2 separate regions of the Ovis aries genome follow, and region 2 is linked to region 1. A link is a contact called in public Hi-C data. All regions are on one chromosome and are shown on one strand. The core of a region is the stretch at or near the end of the contact, and the rest is flanking DNA. Distances in the headings are between cores, read along the strand shown. Region 1 overlaps EYA3 (EYA transcriptional coactivator and phosphatase 3). Region 2 holds the start of SMPDL3B (sphingomyelin phosphodiesterase acid like 3B).

Region 1 (2,700 bases), core at 56-2,555:
ATTGCCCTGTAAGATGAAGATGAGGCCAACATCAGGTTTAATTATGTGGGCTCCTTGTAGGAGGGCTCAAACATTTTAAGATTTTTAGCCTGGCGGGGAGGAGAGAAAAGGGGAGGATCTAATAACTTACAAGGAAAACTGCACGGGGCGGGGTGGGGGCGGGGGAATGACCCTTCTGCTTTTTTTGACAAAAGAAAAATGGGGGCTTCCCTGCGGTTCAGTGGCTTAAACTCCATGCTCCCAATGCAGGGGCCTGGATTCAATCCCTGGTCGGGGAACTAAATCCCACAAGCCACAAATAGGAGTCTGCATGCCACAACTAAAAGACCCTGTATGCCGCAACTAAGACCCAGCGCAGCCAAATACATTTTTTAAAAAAGAAAGAAAAAATGGGAGAGGAAGGGAAAACAGTGTAAATGCCCAATAGATCGCTATTTCCGAGTTTTAGGATTCTTCTAATTGCTCAATGTATTCGCATATAGACTATGTTTTTTGCCCTGGTTACCTGTTTGGCTGCAATTTCTTCATCTCGTCCATCTCCAATCACTACATATGTGACTTTTTTTCCAAACCTCGACACAATTCTCTCGAAGCAGCTCTCCTTACCTGATAAGAAAAAGACATTTCCTCTTAAGATACTCCTTCTTTCTTCAATATCAAAGAAAAGGGATGATGCTCGGTTCACCTGCCTGTGCTTAGACAAAGTCAGGGCGGCAGCTGGAGAGCCAGCAGGCCCTCTGCCCAAAGAATGTGAAACTGTTCCATTCACACCGCAGACTTTTTAGGCACTGGCTCCCTGGGTTCTTTCTTTAGCAGTGAGGGTGAAGTCCCAAAGATCTTAGCGTGGGGGTTTCTATAAACACAGTGTGGGAGCTGTGCACGCTTCCTCCCTCTTCCACAGCTCCTGGACTTCATGGCATACAGAGCAGTTTTCAAGTAATTCTTCCGCTTAAAATAATCTGGTGAGATGAGATCCATCCTCTCTTTCAGTAGATGGAAATACACCCAAACTTGCCCCAGATTACAAACAAGCCAGTAGCTAGACTCTGAGCCTCTGACTCTAAGTCTAGGCTCTGGTCACTGTGCCATGAAGAAAGGATGATTTTTGAGGGGAAACTATTAGTGAAAGAAAAAGATGAGGAAGTCCCTGATTCCTGGTGAGTAATTGGGAACAAACAGGCATTTCCTTCCAACTCTATGTTTCCTAGAGAAATAGTTCTAGGCGTGGGCCTCTGTCTCTCAGGAGGGGAGGAGCCAGAGTACCGACATGTGTCACAGCTGGAACTCCCTCCCTCATCTGCGTAGCTACAGCTGAGATCCTGGATCACTTTCAGTGACCTTGGGAAATGGGCGATTTAAAACCACTGCAGACAGTTCTTGGAAACACAGTAATGTATCAGAGCTCAAATCCCACCTGGAACCAACATCTAAATCTAAACGCTCACACGTAACACTGCTGTGGCAAAGACACTACTTGCACAAGTAAATAAAATTATTTCTCTTGTGCTTCCTTCACCATCTCTTAGGCTTTATTTCTGTTTCTGCCATATTCTTCAGTTAAGCAAGGCCCTAACTCTGCTTCTTTTTTTCATTCTGCTCCATTAACCTTCTTGTCCTTCCTGATTCAAGTGACTGACTTCACACCAGGGCTCCTGTGTGAATAAGAAAAAGGTGCCTCTTCCTCAAGGCACTTGAATGCCATCTGCTGGAAAACTGTTGTAATAAAATATACAACTATAGGAAATATACAAATCTCAGATGACTACAACATAAGTAACAAGAACCTTACACCCGTACTCAGAAGTCCTAGGTGGTACAGCTGAGCAGCTCCCAAGTCCGTGACAAGCCTAGCTCAGGGGGCACCTCAAACCTGGACCAGACTCTAGTGCACTCTTAACACAAGGGGCTTCAGTCTCCCACTCAACACAAGGCTTGGTTTAGATGCACTTGGGTCCTTTTCAATGCTCCCACTTTACAACAGCACTGTCACGCCTTACACTGATATCAAGCATTCAAACCATGTTTGCTGAGTAAATACATATTAATTTCATAAATGATTCAGGGGATGACATTAGTCCAGATCTTCAGCCCCAATTTAAGCACTAAGTAATTCAACTAATAATGAGTTAATTTATGTTCTTATTAAGTGTTAAAAGTTGTGTGTCTAATCCCACTCCAACCATTATGTCCTTACTACCTAATCCAACCTCTGCTAGAGCCACAGTCAAATTTACAATTTAGAGAAAAAACTTTTAGTAGGATCCTAAATCAGTAGGATTTTAGAAATTTCTCCGAAGACCTAACAAAGGGTAAGTCTTATATTTAGAAGACAGAGACACTGAGATGGTTTCATTGTCCTGGCCTGCAATGATCAAGGAAGAAATACAATTAGGAATATCTCCTTTAAAAGGATTAAGAATGAGTTATTAACAGCTCAGAGTAAAGTAGTAGCCATTTGAAAAAATAATTTCAACATACTTGGTAAATACACTTTCATTTTATACTTTTAAAGCAATCCTAGAGATGAGCTTTCCTGTTCGGGAGGATGAGACCAATGAGTGGTAAGCTTACCAAATGTCAAGCAATAGAAGCTATAACTGCAAGACACCCAGGCCTGTGGAGAAGATTCAAGTTCCTGGGCTTCCTCTATTAGAAACACTGTTGCCATTTTCAGAAATGATCTTGAGAATTCTCTCTAAC
Region 2 (2,700 bases), core at 70-2,569, 51 kb before region 1:
TCTTGTTTTCATTCTGTCGTGATGCAGCACAAGTCCCAGTAAAGCCTTGCTTTAATCTCTTGTCTGGTCCCCTATCAATTTCTATTAAATTAAAAGACACCTGCTCCTTGGAGGAAAAGCTATGACAGACCTAGACAGCGTATTAAAAAGCAGAGACATCACTTTACCGACAAAGGTCCATGTAGTCAAAGCTATAGTATTCCCAGGAGTCATGTACGGATGTGAGAGTTGAACCATAAAGAAGGCTGAGTGCCGAAGAATTGATTCTTTCAAATTGTGGTGCTGAAGAAGACTCTTGAGAGTTCCTTGGATGGCAAGGAGATCCAACCAGTCCATCCTAAAGGAAATCAACCCTGAATATTCATTGGAAGGACTGCTGGTAAAGCTGAGCAAACTCAGAGAGATAGTGAGGGACAGGGAAGCCTGGCATGCTTTTACTCCACGGAGTCGCAGAGTCAGACATGGCTTAGTGACTGAACAACAAACAGCAAGGGAGGAAGGTGGGAGCGGGGATCAGGAAGGAGGGAGCGGGAATCAGGAAGGGGGGGATACATGTATGCCTATGGCCGATTGATACTAATGTGTGGCAAAACCCATCACCATGGTGTAAAACAATTACCCTCGGATTAAAATAAATAAATTAAAAAAAAAAGAAAAATGAGTCCAAGGAGGAGGGTCAGGAACACTATTAATTGTTTTTAGATCCTCTATGCTGTTCTTAAAAAATTCTAAAAAAAAAAAAAGTTCTTATCTTTTAGAAATGTATACTACATTGTTTATGGGCAAAATGATATGATCTCTGGAATTTAAAAATAATCCTTTGGGGTTGGGGTGGGGGTAAAGATGAAGTAAGATTGGCTGTGAGTTCATAATTGCTCTTGTGGGAGGATGGATACGGGGGCTCCTTACATCGTTCTCTCTACTTCTGTTTATGTTGGCAGATTTTCACAATCGAAGAGATGAAGCCATGTCACCTCCTCCCAGAGGCCCTCTCAGTTTCCTCAGAGGGTGAGCTCCCTCCTCTGGGCTTGTCAAGCCACCTGTCACGCAGAACTGCAGTCCAGTGGCCTGCTTCTTCCTCTAGAGGGCAGAGTGGTGGCCTTGGGTCACTCTTATCTCCCCAGGACAGGGTTTCCGCGTGAATGAACAGATGACTCTTGGTCTGGGTTCATTTGTGGTCAAGCAGCTCAGTCTCCAACAAGCACTCAAGTTCCTTTGATGGCAAAGGCCGGACAGTTTCTACAGTCTGTTCTCCTGGGGTGGGGCAGCATGAAAACTCCGAAAGTGGATATTTGCTGGCTGGTGACTGCGGCTGAGTGAGTTTCCAGTTGCTGACTGGACTGACCAACACGCTCTGAGGAACTGGCAGGACTGGTGCTGCTTCTTACGTGAGAGTCCAAAGGCCTGGCAAGTGCAGCTCCCGGGGCAAACCCTGCTCACACCCCCCTGGGCAAAGGAAGAAAAGCCAGAGGAGCCAGAAGCCCTGAGTGTCTGGAAACAGCTGGTGACTGGACGGGAAGTTCTGCTCTGACACGCGACCATCAACACCTAGCTAGGAAGTCTGTGGCTGGAACAAAAGCTCCCATCAGACGAAACCCCAGGATGAGGCTGCCGGGGGTGCTGATTTTCCTGGCCTCCTGGGGAGTCGCCAGAGCTGCACCAGGTAGGTAAGCTGAAAATGTTGCTAAGAATAGCAAGACAGGGAGCTCAGCTGGGGAGGCTGGGGGAGAGAGTTAGTGGGTGGAGGGTGTGCTGTTTGAGCCTAAGATTGTTAAGTGGAGGTGATGGCTGGCCACGGAAGGAACATGGACATTGTTCAGAGCTGTCTAAGAGCCAGCCAGCTGGTAGAGGTAGAAGGTAGCAGGCACATTCGTGAATTCATTCAACAAATATTGGTTGAGTAGCTCTCAAATCTAGTATTTTATTGGAACTCTGTTGAAGCATTTTACTAACCTCATTCCTTTTTGGATCTGGAACACATTTTAGAATTTCCTAACAGAGGTCACTGTTGTTTAGAAATCTGCAACTGGAGAAGGGAATGGCAACCCACTCCAATATTCTTGCCTGGAGAATCCCATGGACAGAGGAGCTTGGTGGCTATAGACCATGGGGTTGCAAAGAGTCAGACACGACTTTGAGAATAAACCACAACCCCAGAGACCTGCAGGGGTTTCTTTTCTGCAAATGCCACCAGCAGATTTTCATTTTGTCAACAGTGTGCATGCACGCACTACATAGATCCGCATCATTTATGGTATAAATTGTATCCTTGCTAGATTTCTCCCATCTCTCACTTAAAAGGACATTAGATTAGCAAATGATACAAAAGCTTTGTTGTTTTGTTTAAGACAAAGGCGAGCTTTCCTAAGCTTGAACTTATAGTTCTTCAAAACAAAAACAAGACACAAGAACTAAAATGTCCTGGACAAGAAAAAATTATTTTGAACCAAAAAATGAATCATGCACTATTCTTGGAACCAGGGATGTGGCAGAAAAGAAACAAAATTCCAGTGCTGGTGAAGCCTCCCTTCACCTCAGGAGAAACAGACTAAAAGACACATGGACAAAGAAATACATATTCCAGGAAATAACAAGGGTAACGGAGAATAACAAAGCAGAATAAAGGAGTAGGGAGGATGGGGGAGAAAGATTACTTAAGGGGTAGCAGAGAAGAACTGTCAAATAAAGTGGTATTTGACT

The links. Hi-C and Micro-C count contacts between places; a contact is called where the count stands out from the background.
Region 2: a Hi-C map of tail adipose tissue shows a contact between it and region 1, with 4 times the contacts expected there. The contact joins the promoter of SMPDL3B here to the enhancer-like site in region 1. A contact is called at or near these places in 13 of 16 Hi-C or Micro-C datasets (blood, hypothalamus, liver and 6 more).

Annotation. Positions count from the first base shown.
Region 1 is chr2:239,114,521-239,117,220 of ARS-UI_Ramb_v3.0, reverse strand. EYA3 (EYA transcriptional coactivator and phosphatase 3) reads right to left here. Exons shown (of 16, transcript NM_001161733.1): 15 at 506-606. Among named protein-coding and RNA genes, the nearest start is that of XKR8, 19 kb to the left of the region's middle. Within about 2 kb of position 1,305, at least 10 of the 54 cell types and tissues checked have an H3K27ac peak or open chromatin away from gene starts, as enhancers often do. A contact at or near this core is called in tail adipose tissue, where this site is marked.
Region 2 is chr2:239,165,184-239,167,883 of ARS-UI_Ramb_v3.0, reverse strand. It overlaps SMPDL3B (sphingomyelin phosphodiesterase acid like 3B), which reads left to right and starts at 1,319. Exons shown (of 7, transcript XM_012150886.5): 1 at 1,319-1,663. The coding sequence starts at 1,603.